2 separate regions of the Rattus norvegicus genome follow, and region 2 is linked to region 1. The links are chromatin contacts, called in public Hi-C maps. All regions are on one chromosome and are shown on one strand. The core of a region is the stretch at or near the end of the contact, and the rest is flanking DNA. Distances in the headings are between cores, read along the strand shown. Region 1 holds the start of Brinp2 (BMP/retinoic acid inducible neural specific 2). Region 2 overlaps Astn1 (astrotactin 1).

The links. A called contact is a pair of places that touch in the nucleus more often than the background predicts.
Region 2: a Hi-C map of frontal cortex shows a contact between it and region 1, with 4 times the contacts expected there. The contact joins the enhancer-like site here to the promoter of Brinp2 in region 1. A contact is called at or near these places in 3 of 12 Hi-C or Micro-C datasets (frontal cortex, prefrontal cortex and psoas muscle) and 1 of 1 datasets of contacts at active chromatin or transcription factors (oligodendrocytes).

Annotation. Positions count from the first base shown.
Region 1 is chr13:73,062,673-73,069,877 of GRCr8, forward strand. Brinp2 (BMP/retinoic acid inducible neural specific 2) reads right to left here and starts at 2,622. Exons shown (of 8, transcript NM_173115.2): 1 at 1,811-2,622.
Region 2 is chr13:73,348,607-73,355,811 of GRCr8, forward strand. It overlaps Astn1 (astrotactin 1), which reads left to right. Exons shown (of 23, transcript NM_001170603.2): 17 at 5,375-5,643. Among named protein-coding and RNA genes, the nearest start is that of Mir488, 140 kb to the left of the region's middle. Within about 2 kb of position 2,950, at least 4 of the 93 cell types and tissues checked have an H3K27ac peak or open chromatin away from gene starts, as enhancers often do.

The DNA.
Region 1 (7,205 bases), core at 1,372-3,871:
CTGTAGCACATACCACTCCATTCTGGGAAAGGAAAGGCAACTCCATTTTTTTTATAAGGAGAAAGAAGAGTCAAGAATGCTCCTGGCTTCCCTATGGCTGCAGCCCAACTGTCAAACCCCTTAAAACCAGCTGTTTTCCAGAAGCAAAGGTTCTGGTCTGATGTTTGCTCTCTTACCCTCAAACACAGTATCCTTGCTCGGCATCTTTTCAAATCCTGTCTTTTCTGACAGAAGCAAAAAGCATGCATCTTTTCCCAGAGTGGATAGCAGCTATGGTACTGGTAAGAGAGATCACTGTGGCAGCATTGCTTGGTCATGCTCTCCGAGCTACATAGCAACTCATTCCAGGTGAGAAGGAACTCTAGAGGGCCATGTCATAAACAAAAAAACATGCATACAACTGTGCAAAATCAAGAGGGAAAAACACATAGACTCCAGCATCACTTTAGCTGTTGCCTGATGTCATCAGACTGCCCCCCAGGGGATCTAGTAGAATCCTATAGCTGCCTGGTTAATACTGGCATCGCATATCTTCCAAGAGCCTGGACAGGGGGTGAGGAAAGGAAAGGAATCAACATGCATGTGTCTAGAGAAGACCTGGGACAAAATACTTGACTCATAGCATACGTTTAATTCACCTTATTGGCCTATGCTAAAATATCACTGGCCCTTTTGGATAAGGTTCGGGTTTTATTTTATAATTGATATTCTCTTAGCACATTTGTTCCTACTCAGGGCAACCTGCTCCCAGGACAGGGGAAAGCATACATATGGTTCTTTCCAGAAAGGTCTGCTCAATCACATTACAGTGCATCCAGTTGATTGTTAGTTAATATTTGGCTTAAGTCTATGTACCCTGGATAAATATGTACTGTGCAGAAAGACTGCTTGGTAAAGAGAGAACTCCTCTGGGCTAAAATAGCAGTGCACAAGTTCATCCTCCTACTGGGCAGGGACACTCCAGGCATCATGGCCCGAGAAGGTCTAGGCAGAGATGCTTAGTGTTTCTGTGAGCAGCCAGTTTCAGCTTTCTTCGTACAGCTGTGAAAACACACACACACACACACACACACACACACACACACACACACACACACGCCTGTGTATGAACAGGGAAACAATCTAACAATCTGATGGTCTCAGCAGACCCTTCCCTTCGGCACAGCAATATCCCCCCCACCCCCTGTAGTGTCTCCAGTGCACTACCAGGTTTGACTCAATCGATTGGGGTTTCTGTTCTATCACCCAAAGGAGACTACGGGATTCACTCCGAGGAATTATTTTGGTCCCTCATTATATGTTCATAGAAGAAATAAACTGGCCTCTAAAGCATGCTACAGGGCTTTATGACCATGTGAATACAGCTGTATTGCACAATACAATGTTAGGTCTTTAGGGTCCTCCCCAAACACAGTGAACCTTGTGCAGCTCTGTCCAGCATCAGCTAGGCAAGCAAAGGTCCTTGTCATCCTCTGCAATTATGGAGCCCGAATGAATTTTCCAAAGCTAATGGGAGTTGCACTAACTTTAAGGACTTAAACCAGGCAAAAAACAATATGGGTCAGGCAGAGTGCCCAAGCTCTGTGACAGCCATGCGACACCAGGAGGCAATTCCAGACTCAGCTCAAACGCAAAGTCCACTGTTAAGCTCCACCTGACAGAAACTAGGGGATGGAATGGGAGTTATTCCTTTTTGCTTGCAATTGCCAGGCACCAGACAAGAGGGTTGAATGAGGACTCATCAAAATTACAACGAAAGGTGACACAGAAAACCCAGGGGATACAGACCCCCCCTTCCCCGCACGATTACCTTGAATCCTTGTAAGAGCCCTTCTTGCTGTATCAGCTGCTCCCCAAAACACCAAGGACTGCGAGGAGACTCCTAAAAGACGCCCAGTTTTTGTGCAACATCTCCAGTGGCAGCCTTCCAAAGTTTTTACTTCATGATTTCTTGTGGCTCTTTCTCCTTTGGGGAAATGCGAATGCCTCCCCCCCTCAGCTTGTGAGAGGGAACGGATGTCTCTTTTCAAATTCTCCTGTTCTGGGCTTTGCTGTTGCCGCGGCGGCGGCGGTGGCGGCGGCGGCGGCGGCGGCGTTTAGACCACTTGCCTGCTGCCTTGCCACGGAGCAGCGAGCATCCCAGGCACCCACAGCATCTGTGAAGTGGGATCAGCGCTAGGCTGGGTCGCACGCGGCGTGGGAGAGGTGAGGAAAGTGGGAGGCCAACTGAGAAGTCCCCTGTCCCTCGACCGAGGTGAAACCAAAGATCTTGCCTTTTTTTCCCCCAACTCTAAAGAGACTCACCCGCCCTGTCATCCGAAATCTGTGCCTTGTACGTGGTCAGAAACGGTTCCTCGGGCGTCTGGGCTCCTTCGGCTGCCTGAGGACCTGCTGGTGTCCTCTGAGCGCGCGGCAGGTGCATTTCCCAAGTCCTCCGGAACCCGCCGAGCTCAGAGGAGGCGCTGCGGGTTGAGCCGCGAGCCGCTTGGCAGGCAGGCGGATTCCATCCTAGAGCTGCAGCCCGGTGCGTCCCCACTCCGACTTCACGCTCCGTACCTAACCAGTGTCACCTGCAGACTCAGACACCAGATGAGTGTCTTAAGATAACAATGCTGCCCTGCCTGCCTCTCTCCTTCTTTCTTATGCACGTAGGTAGGCAGCCAATAGGACTCCGGGCCATACTCCCCACAGGCGCCCATTGGCTGAGAAGCCTGGCAGGGGGCGGGTTCTGAGGCCTACCGGCAATCTCCTTTGGCTAGCTGGCAGGCTGGGGTACCAGCTCTGTTAACCCTCCCAGCTTTGCGGCAGCGACTTTTCCCCCCAGTAAGGATAAGGAAGAACTGGATAAATTCGCGACTGCTTGTGGGGTTGGGAGTGAGGGTTGGAAAGTGTCAGTGGATGAGGAACAAGAAGTAGACTGGGAACTAATTACATTTGCTTTGGTCTTCTGAGTTACAATAATCATTCGTCCCAGCCCATTTTGTTTGCTTGCTTAACCAGAACTCCCAGAGATGGGGACCCATTTGAGCCATTTTCCTTCTAATTTGAGGTTTCATTTAGTTTTTCTGTGCCTTTTAAACCTCCTGAATTACTTAATTAGAACTAAGCCCCCAAGTGAGAAATAGCAAGCGCCCGCACAGCAAGAGAGAGAGAGAGAGGAAGAGAGAGAGAGAGAGAGAGAGAGAGAGAGAGAGAGAGAGAGAGAGAGAGAGAGAGAGAGAGAGAGAAGAGGGAGGCAAAAGATCACAGGACCTCAGCGGTAAGATGGCTAGGCAGAGAATCGCTGGACAGCTAAATTGAGACACCTCACACCCCACACCGGACAACATCAGGGAGGAGGACTTGGGGATTCTGGGGAGACCTCTGAAATGGCCTGCATCCAAAAAGAAAAGAGAATTGTTTTGCCTGTGATGTTTTCCTTCTGTGTGTCTCCTTTCACTCCAGTGGCTGTCAGGAAGAGGGACTCGGGTTTTTAAAGGAAGACTAGAGAAAGGAGAACAGGACAAGCCTTGTTTCTGAGAAGCAGGTGCTGTTTGCTGAGCCTGTGAAACGAAAGGGAAGTCTGGGGAGTGGGTGAGGGAGGGAGAAAGGGAAAGGAGAGAATGAGGGATAAAGATATTAACTTTAATTGGATGGGTGTGAATAATATATTTTTGATATTGTAATATGCGTGAGGCTGAAATACATCCTACTAACTGATGAACTATACTAAATTTGGAAAGAGCTATGTTAAAGAAAGGTCAAAAGAGCTGGAGGTTGAAACTGGTAAGGGGATGTGGGGGAATGCCCACTGAGTCACGTGATGAGGATGTGTATATATACTATATATGTGTGTATATATACTATATATATATATATATGAATGAATGCGAGAGAGAGGGAGGGAGAGAGGAGAGGAGAATAGGCAGAGTGAGACAAGTGTCTCCATTTGGTTTCCTTGAGTCAAGAGCAACATTAGAGATTGTTTTGTAAAGAATTAGGTAAAAGAAGAGGGCAGAGGTTAGATGTAGGTAGAGGTAGGATATATCTGGTTTAGATAAAAACTGCTCCTTTAGCCAGATGCTCTGAATGGGTGAGGAAGCCAAGAGACTGTTTCTTACATACAAACCCCCCATTCCTACCATATCTGACCTCCACTTGTTTCCTCTTCTGCATCTAGCCCAAGTTATTCCTCCTGCATGATGTAGGAGTCTTAACTATAAAATATGCCAGAGAATGGTGGTCCTGCGGAGTCCCCAGATCTTCAACTAAGATGAAATATCTAGGTGACATGCTGAGAGTTTAACTTTTCCCCCATTTTGGAGCTGGTTGCTCCCGAGATTCCTAGAGATGGAGGCCCGCAGAGCCTGGCCCAAGGTCAAGGTTCTCGTGAAATAACTTGAGGGAGTGGGGAAATAAACAAATGGTAGAACAGATGTAACTGGGAAGAAAAAAGGTGCCAGAATTTCTCAAGGGAAGCTACAGTCGATCACATGAAAATCAAGAAACTTGGCTGTGTTTTCTTAAATCACCCATGATATTTTAATGAAGAAAAACACACATTAAAAAAAATCCACAAATGTTCGTCTGATGAAGGGAGTATGTGCGTTGAGGTAACTACTACTCACATCATTTCCCACATTAGAAGAAGCAAACATTTGTTCTTTCTTAGTAAATTTTCTAAGTACCCAAAGAGAGCTACCATCCTAATACCCACTGTGATGGTTTGCATATGCTTAACCCAGGCAGTGGCACTATTAGGAGGTGTGGCCTTGTTGGAGGAAGTGTGTCACTGTGGGGTGGGCTTGGAGACCCTCCTCCTAGCTGCCTGAGGATGCTCAGTCTGTTCCTGGCTTCCTTTATGTGAAGATGTAGAATTCAGCTCCTCCTGCACCATGCCTGCCTGGATGCTGCCATGCTCCTGCCTTGATGATAATGGACTGAACCTCTGAACCTGTAAGCCAGCCCCAATTAAATGCTGTCCTTTATAAAATTTACATTGGTTGTGTTGTATATTCTTAGCAATAAAACCCTAACTAAGACACCAACTTCCAAAGAATGGTACTTGCTCTTAAGTTTTGAAAATATAGAATATTAGAGTACAGGGTTCTGTTCCATACTGTTTCACTCACTAATACATGAAGCTGATGGTCATCTGAGTTAGTCCCAGCTCTTAATCATTGTTGCACACATGTTGTCATTTCTTCTGTGTAAAGAGCAAGGAGTATAAATCACTACATTACCTTTTTACACCAACAGTGTAGAAATTCTCTTGGCAATGTTTCAAAAGCCCACTTCTGTCTGAAACAGTTATATCATCTAACAGGACAGTGGTGAGGGCTATCACTGAACAGTAACTAAATGTCTGAATGTGTGAGATCCTTTGTGTACATAATCTCATTTCCTTCTCATGGGCTCCCTGCAAATAATGCATTATTTATGTATTAGTATTATTGTTTAAATACTATGAATAAGAATATTTACTGCAAGGCACCGCTTTCAGTATCTGTACTGAATGTGTATATGCATTTAAGTGTGTGCATTATTCTCTGTCTCTGTCTCTCTCTCTGTGTGTGTGTGTGTGTGTGTGTGTGTTTGTGGGAGTGCACATGTGCATGCATGTGCAGTGAATGGAATGGAGTGATGAGAACAGGAAATGATGAAATTTCCAAGGTGAGACTGGAGATTTATCTGAGCAGTTTGGATAACCTAAGAAATGAAAGGTACTGTGTTTCATTTGAAGAGAAGGGCATAGGAGTGAGAATGGGAAACAGACTCATTTTCATTGGCGTGTATGTGTGTGATCAAGGAATGAAATACTGCACAGTGAGCAATCAATCTATGGGAATAAGCGTAAGAAATGAAAACTTCTTTAAATTTCCAAACCACAGAATTGTGGTACATGGGTATTTGGGTATAGAATGGGCTTATAAAGAAATCAATCCAAAGGTATAAGAGTCACAAAGAGGGACCACTGACATTTAAATATAAAGCAGTGGACCTCAGGGGAAAAGTCACACACCTTACAAAACTTGGTATTTTAAAATAATATATTTTATTTAAAATAATTTTATTTAATATACTTAGTGAGTTTATATTTAAGTAGTATATTTTAAATAATATAGATACTTGCAGGTATAATATCTATAGCATGGGGTATGGATAAAGATAATTGAGTTTATTCTACTCATGAGAAACTAAAGATGGGCAAGGTTCAAGTTCCCCTCCAAAGGAGGGTATGAGGGCAAGCCTTGACAGAAGATGATGCTTCACCTCTACATCACCTCTACACATAAGAGATGACTGGGACTCACCCGCATCTCTCATCTCACTTAAATGTAAAGCATCACCCAGGAGATACTCTGGTTTCTGTGAGCTGCAATTTCTACCGCCATTTTTAGGTATTTAACTCATGAAAAGTGGAAGATATGAGATTACATCCCTGTGTATAAAAGCCACGTGCCTTGGCAAAATATATTGTCTTTTTGTTCCCCTATCCTGGATTGTTAAACTCTTCTGTGGAAACTGTTCAAGATGTCAATATATAACACTCTCAACTGTGGCATTTTAAGAAGACTCCATAGTGACTTGTGGGAAGCCACCCCTCCAGTGCTACACTTGTGCTTTCAAACACAGCAATTGATCTTTTCAAAATTAGGATGACTTAAAAAAATCATAGTAGGGTAAGTACTACTCAGGACTAGGAAGAATATTCCTTCTGCCCATACTCTAATGGATGCCCAGAAAATAATGGATGCTCATTTAGCTGAATGAATTGCTGTCATCTAAGAAATATTGTTCGTGTTTAGAGTTGCACACACTCTTCGTACATTGATCTCATCAGGCCCCCGGTTACTTCATTGGTTTTAGTTTCTTTATTTGTTAAACAAACCAATTCGCTAAGAGATAATCTGATAGTTGTACTCCACTTCTCACACTCCAGAGCCACTTGTGTTTCCTGTCTTTATCCCACGGCAAATCACATTGCCTTTCCATGTGCCATGCTTTTCTCAATGCTAGAGAAGAGGGAAGGATTTCATGGACTCTATGTCCTCAGCACTCTTAGGGGAACAGTGAAGATGGCTTGAGGGCCGTTAGTTGATGTATCCCCTTTCAGTAGTTTACGATGACAACCAACCTGGTAATATCCACATGCATTAATTTTCAGACATGTCAGGTTTTGAAACAAAACTTATATCAATTCATCATTTCTTAAATGTGACCTT
Region 2 (7,205 bases), core at 1,700-4,199, 290 kb after region 1:
GTCCTGAGGACTTTTCAAGATTAACTTTGTGATTAACAGTTTTGCTTGTTTTGTTTTGGTGTTTTGAGACAGATTCTTGTACTCATCTGTACCAAAGAATAGCTCTAAACTTCTGATCTTACTGCCTCTGCCCCCCAAGTGCTGGGATTTCAGGCATGTATCACCATGCTCAGTTGTGTTGTATGTCGTATTGGTGAAGTATCCATCAGCCTAGACATTTCTACTTTTCATAAAAGGAATTCTAGACTCTAGAAGGCCATGCAGCCTGTCCTAAGTCATCCAGCTGACAAGAGATAAAGAAAAAGTCCAACAACTGAGGCCATCCATGGAGTGGGAAACTGCTAATTCCCTTTCACTATAATGAACATGGAGAAAAGGATATAGGTTGGGAAGAGAATTTAATTTAAGATTAAATGAGAGAGAGAAAGAGAGAGAGAGAGAGAGAGAGAGAGAGAGAGAGAGAGAGAGGAAGAAGAAGAAGGAGGAGGAGAAGGAGGAAGGGAGAGGGAGGGGGAGGAGGGAGGGAGAGGGAAAGTAAAGTATAGGGAATTTGAGATGAGCTGTTTCAGCAACTGGGGCATCATCTGTCCCTTCTGTTGAGCTGAGATGTGCAAGAGGAGGAAGAGGCTGCCAAGAGAGTGTGGAGGAGACGGTGGCCACAAATAGAGGGACCGTGGGTATGACATCATGTAACCTGTACCAGTGGATGCCCTAACAGGCACCTAAGACACTGCTACTTAGGGAAAAGCATTTGGCTAGAGTCACAGAGTCAGCATCCCCTCAGCAATGCCTTGCCCTTTCTACTTGATTCTTAGAGAATTTTGTGAGGGACAGGAGAACTGTTTAGCAAATGTTTTGCTTCTGTTCTTTAAGCTTGACGTTTTGTAACTATTCACACCTATGCTTAGAGCTTAGGATAATTATCCCAGGATACACAAGGAATGAAGAGACAGATGAGAGCATGATAGATCTAGCTACAGATAGATATGCATAGAGACACAGACAATAGATCAACTAAGGGAACAAAGGTGAGAATGCACCGTTCCTGACTTCGGGCCGCTGTGACCAGGCATCTGGCACCCTAGTAAGTGCTCAGTGTATGTCCTTCGTAGGTAAGATTGGAATCTCAGAGAATAGGTGCTCATGGCATAAGTCAAGTTTCAGTTCAAGTCCCAACAGACCTCAAAACTATTTTCAAAGATATTAACCACTTGAAGAGACTGACTGGAACCTATTTTAGGGTTGTTAATGACATGCCAGGTTGGGTTCCTCTACTTGGAAGACCTGAGATGAGGGCGATGCGCGTCAGAATCGTGGCTTGGATCACTTGGAATCATGGCTCACACAGTCGATCGGGTAAAGGTTGGGTACTGGCTGTGGGTGGGCAGTCTTCCAGTACATCTTGTCGATCTGTAGTTCATTGGCCCATGTCAACCTTTCTTAGCGAGCATCTGAAGCTATCCCCCAAAGCTGTGATCTGATTAGTTTGCATTTGATTTCTTTGCTGCCTAATGAACTGCCTGTGTAGTCCTAGCTGTGATGTCATTTGCATCTCGTTGCCTCAGGCACCAGCTCAGGAGAGAGATTTTTAAGCAGTTCTCAGAATCCTACAGGAATTGTACCAATTTACTTCACAACAAGTAATTCACCTTTGTGACCTGTGAGTTCACACAGGCAGAGCAGAGCCTGCATGAGAATGGCTGGGTCACTCTCTTCATTGTAATATGCCCCTGAATTGAGGTGGGTCAATATGTCCATGCCTAAGGCCATGGGCACACACACATACAATGAGATTCTGAGCATTAAGGATGGCAGTATTCTCATACCATGGTATTCTATTGGGGAAACTCATCCACTATGTGCTGGAGGATACAGATTTAGCCTAAAGCAAATGGCACTTATTTATAGCAAACTGTTTTTGCAAAGTGCTTTGCAGCTTTACGGTAGTTAGCTACATTCCAGGTTGAATATTCCTCCACTTGTAAGAAAGCTAAGTGTCACAGCCAGACAGGAAGACCTCCCTGAGAACAAAAGTGTGGATTCTGCAAAACCAGTGGTGAGGACCACGAGTGTGTTGTTTTGTTTTGTTTTGGTTTGGTTTTTGTTTGTTTGGTTTTTATCAGCTGACACACTTGCCGGTCATCATCTTTCAAGACCTTAACTATAGATTATTTCTTTTGTTCAAAGACCGTGTATCTACTGAAGTAGATATGTACTCTCGAAGCATCACGGTGTTTCAGATTCCAGGAGCATCTTTACGTAGGTGCCATAGGATGGTGAAAAGTTTCAAGGACTGCAATAGGAGTAGCCAATACAAAGAGGAGACCACTGGGTCATAGGAGATAAAGTGGCTTTCCCTCTTCCCACCTTTTCACCAGCAGACAGCAGACTCTCCTGAAGAGTTTTGGATCTGAGTTATTCATTCCCATGCAGCAAATGGTGGCACTGTCTTTGGGGTAAGGGAGATTTATGTGGGCCTTCAGCGATGGACCCCATCACTTTAAGGACCATTTCCCAATTGTATCTTTAGCTGCGCATAGAAAATGGATTTTCTCTTTGAAAAATCTCTCTCGTGCCCATGTCTATTCTTGGCTGGAGACTGAATAGATGGCTTTGGGGAGCTCACTGTTCATTGCTCTGTATAAATCCAGCCTCTTTCTAGATAGTTCCATCTCATGTGAGCATGGTGTTAGCTAGGTATATGGCCTTGGCCTTGGCCTCCAGCAGGGACCTGATATGTAGACCCGATATGGGGAAGAATAAGGTCCGGAAGATAAAAGCAAGCAGGAGCATTTGGAACACCTATCACTTCCGGCTATATGCTTTCCTCAGCCATCCTTCTGTACTCTTTAATCTTGCCAAGAATGTAGGGTGGATGGGTATTGACAGGGATTAACTGCATCTTGATTTTAATTGGCATTGCCAGAAGACAGCAACAAGGGGAGCAGCCCCTCTTGTTCACAGCAATTACAAGCTTTAATGATGGCCAGCTGGAGGGCAGGAACGTTAACGCCACACAGCACTCACGTTACAGTGCCCTCTGGTGGTATATTTCAGTACAATTCATCTAGATAGCGACCTAGGAAAGTTTGTTGAAAGGTAAGAGAAAAACATGTTGGCCTATTACTTCACATTTGAAGTAACTTTTACTCAAAATTAAGGATATTGGGGGAGGATTCTTTTAAAACTCTCCTGTGAGCTTTCTTTCAATTATTCTGTCATTGTCGCCTGGTTTTCATATTTTCCTCATAGAGGTATGAGGTACATAATTTGTAATTGTTTTGCTTTTTAGTTTTTATTGTATATTAGGAAAAAAGAGCCATTAGAATATCGAGACACCACATAATCCTTAGAATCCTGAAAATTTATTTTCTCTAGCCTGGTCTCACGGCATGGAATATTGTCATTTTCGATCAACTACCACCATCTAGTGGTCATATTGTAGATACGCAAGTGTTCAGAATGGAGTCTCAACAAAGGAGGGCTGTGGCTCCCTACAGAAATGTCTCTGGCGATAATGTGATTAGAGCCAAAGAGAAAAAGGCTCCCAACCTCAAGAAGACTGCACAGACACCAGATACTGCCCAAAGATCACTCTGCCTCCACCTATTTAACCAGTCACTCAGCAGTCTGAAGAAGTCAAGAAATTAGATCAAAAATGGGGTATAGAAAGCCTTGGCTAGTCTATGGGCTTTTCAAATACTGCTAGCAATCCATTCTCAGCATAAGGTAAAGTTCAGAACCATGGCTGAGATGCAGAAGCCTAAATAATTATAAAGATGAACCTGTGGGTGAAGTGATTTGAGGTTGGTTAGTCTGGGCTCTGTTTGATGTCATAATCTTTGACTTTTAGTGTGTGTGTGTGTGTGTGTGTGTGTGTGTGTGTGTGTGTGTGTGTGTGTGCGCGCACGCGCGTGTGTGTGCGTGCGCGAGCAGCATTGTCTAGTTTTCCTACAATCCAGGAGGGACTGGAATGCAATCCTGAATCTATGATTCAGTAAATATAAATGTTAAATAGACTGACTCCCGTAGTCACTGAGTGTATCCTGTGCCTTCAGACACAAGAGATGGCACCTGTCAGGATTGGCCGTGTCTCATTCACATAATGCTCTTTATTTGGGAATCCAGAACAGTGAGAACCTCACCACATGGACCCACATTACACAGCAAGTAAGAGAGGGCTTAGAGTGTGCTCCCCATACCCCAGAGGAGTGAACATTTGCTTTTCTAAGTCAGTGAGTCGTATCTCCCAATCACCTCCCGGAACCACTTTGCAAGGCCTTTCAACCAGTTCACACTGCATCCCATCAAGTATGGCATTCTTAGCGCACCCACTGGAGACCGGAACATTCTGTGTACCCACCACCTCCGAAGGCACAGAAGTCTCTCCAAAATCATTTCCTGCTTGGGACACCAACTGTCAGAAAATAGCTTGAGAATCTGGAGGGTTCTGTCCACAGAGTCCTTTACAGCTAATGAGTAAAATGGAAAAACAGGAGGGCTGAAGGAAGAGAGAGCAAATGGTGCTTTCTTGTGTGGGGAACAAACCATTATTCTCTAGTAGGCTCTTCTCATGTTTGTCACTGAAAATAGATCAAGAATTTGTGTAGCTAACTCCTAAGTGGCAAACAACAGTGAAAAGAAAAATCTTTTTGAAAAAGCCAAACTTTCCTCTGCATTCTCAACACGTGAGTTATTTATACAGACAAGCAATGCTGGTCTTGCTGTATGACTTAAACACTTTGGACTCAGCATTGGTTTCAAATACCAAGTTTCACAATCCACTATCTTTGGGACCTTGATGATATTGCCCTTTCTTGATATGTAGAAATGGGTAGAATGGTAGACTGTTGGCAATGGTTATGTAATGGCTGAAGGAGATCTTGAGTCAACCCCAATGCCATAGGAAGGCTCCATAAACCTCAGCTGTAATTATGACCAAGATTGTGTTGCTGAGTGCTTCCTGCATGTTAGAAACCATATGTGTGTCTTCAAACCATTTTTTTATGCATTCATTTGATAACACTAGAGGTGGGAGCTATGAAGAAGCCAAGGCATAGAGCGGTCACTGTTGCTATCATCTGCTTTCTGGGAAACAGACTTACTGCAGACACATCCCTCTGAGTGCATGAGTGGAGTCAATGATTCTCAGAAGAGAAACAACCTGTTATATTTGAAAGGCTATTTCCAACTCTGTATGTCACCGGGAAGATGCTTGCCCCTAATTAAGTAGAATGACAGAGTCACAGTCTTACTCCCTTAGTGACACTTTCCAACTTCTCAAGGTTAGACCTCAGAACTCAGGAGCCACCAAGTCATGGCAGTCCTTGCTATCTTGCCCCCCATCACTGTTTCTTTTTCTCCTGTCTGGCAGGCAACTCCCCATCTGATGAGTCAGAAGAACGGGAAAGGGATCCCAAGGTGCTGACATTCCCAGAATACATCGCTAGCCTGTCAGACTCTGGCACCAAGCGTATGGCAGCTGGAGTCCGGATGGAGTGCCAGAGCAAGGGACGGTGTCCCTCATCCTGTCCTTTGTGTCATGTGACATCCAGCCCTGAAACTCCTGCTGAGCCGGTTCTGCTGGAAGTGACCAGAGCATCCCCCATCTATGAACTTGTGACCAATAACCAGACCCAGAGGGTAAGAGGGTTGAGATACTTGGTTCTGGAAGGCATAGAGACCTTTCTCCACACAGCAAGCCAGTGGCAGGATCTTTTTACTCAGCTAAGAGCAGCAACTCATTTGTTTAGATTTGCATGTTTACATATTCAGTCAAATCAAATCAATGAACTCTATAATACCCACAACAATGTGACTCAGGACTAACTACTGAAGTCTGAGTAAAAGGGGCTGGAAGGAAATAGGAAAGCACATGCAATGGAAAGCCATTGTAATACCTTTTCCAAAGGGGACATGTTATAAGGACACTCATCTCTGTCTCCCCCTTGGAGCAGGTGAACCAGTCTAACTGATCTCCCAACCTAGAACCAACTGTACCTGGACTAGAAGGGGCATGTCAAAAACAGGTCCAAGAGGAAGGTCCTAGTACCTTCACCTGCAAGGGCCTTTCCCTGCTCATCACAGGCTTAAAGGACAAAACACCACATCTGTGCTGATCTTCCCACATTTTACTATGCTGGAAGTTTATGGTATTTCCCAACCATTCATTCTCTCTTTAATTCTCTGTCCCTAAAGCTCTTAGGAGAAATTGTGTGAGCCAGTAAGATTCAGGCACCGGGTTGGGAGGAGCAGTGACTTCTTCCTTCAGGATATAGGCGAGAGTAAAGCAGCATACACACACAGAGACACTAGCCATGTCAAACTTGAAGTAGAGAGGCTCCGGGGTGGGAGGTTTCTGAGACAATTTGCAAGGCAAATAACCAAACAGCTTACCTGAGGAGTGGAATGCCCATCCAGGTGGGGTGATAATTGCTTCCTTTTTTCTCTTGGAGGAGACACCTGGTGTGTCACAGTTGGTATCATAGGTGTTGCTGAGACTCACAGGAGGGATTTTGTATGTATGTTTCTCTAACATACCCACCTCTTCCATAGATATTTCAAAGAGTGTTTGAAAATATAGGTTCTCCCCCTCCACAGGAACAATAAGACAAATGGTTCTTGCTGGCCTACACATTTGTCCTGAATCTGAGAGGCTTATGGGAAGAGAATTGGGAGAGAAGAACTTGAAAGAAGGAAGCCCTTGGTTCATTGGGCACCCAAAGGTGTGGTGGTATTAACACAGGGGTACCCTTGAGAGCCTAACGTCGTACCCCCTCAAGTTGCTGCATCTGATAACCAAGAACTTTCTGGTTCACCAGGCTGGATACAGGGAGAGCTGAGCTCAGCAGGGTCATCCTTCGAATTAGAGTGCACAAAGCTTCAGAACAGAGAAGAGCTCAGTGGGAGACAAAGAACTTGGGGGCTGTCAATCAACACCAGGATGCCTAAGGAATTTCAACCCCAGCAGCCCCTCTCTGGATTCCCTGCTTGCCAAACACCCTTCCATTTCCCCTGCATCTGTTTTCAGAGAGGGGCAGGAAGACATTGCCCATCTGGCCCAGTGTTAAGTACTTCAGTTTCTAGATATATACAAGCTAGTCTACGATGGAGTTTGCTCGCTACCAGGGGACTCTTTTCTTTACATGACACATTCCTTCTCTGTCATCCTCTCTGCAACTCTGGTTTTTCTTCTAGCTTTTACT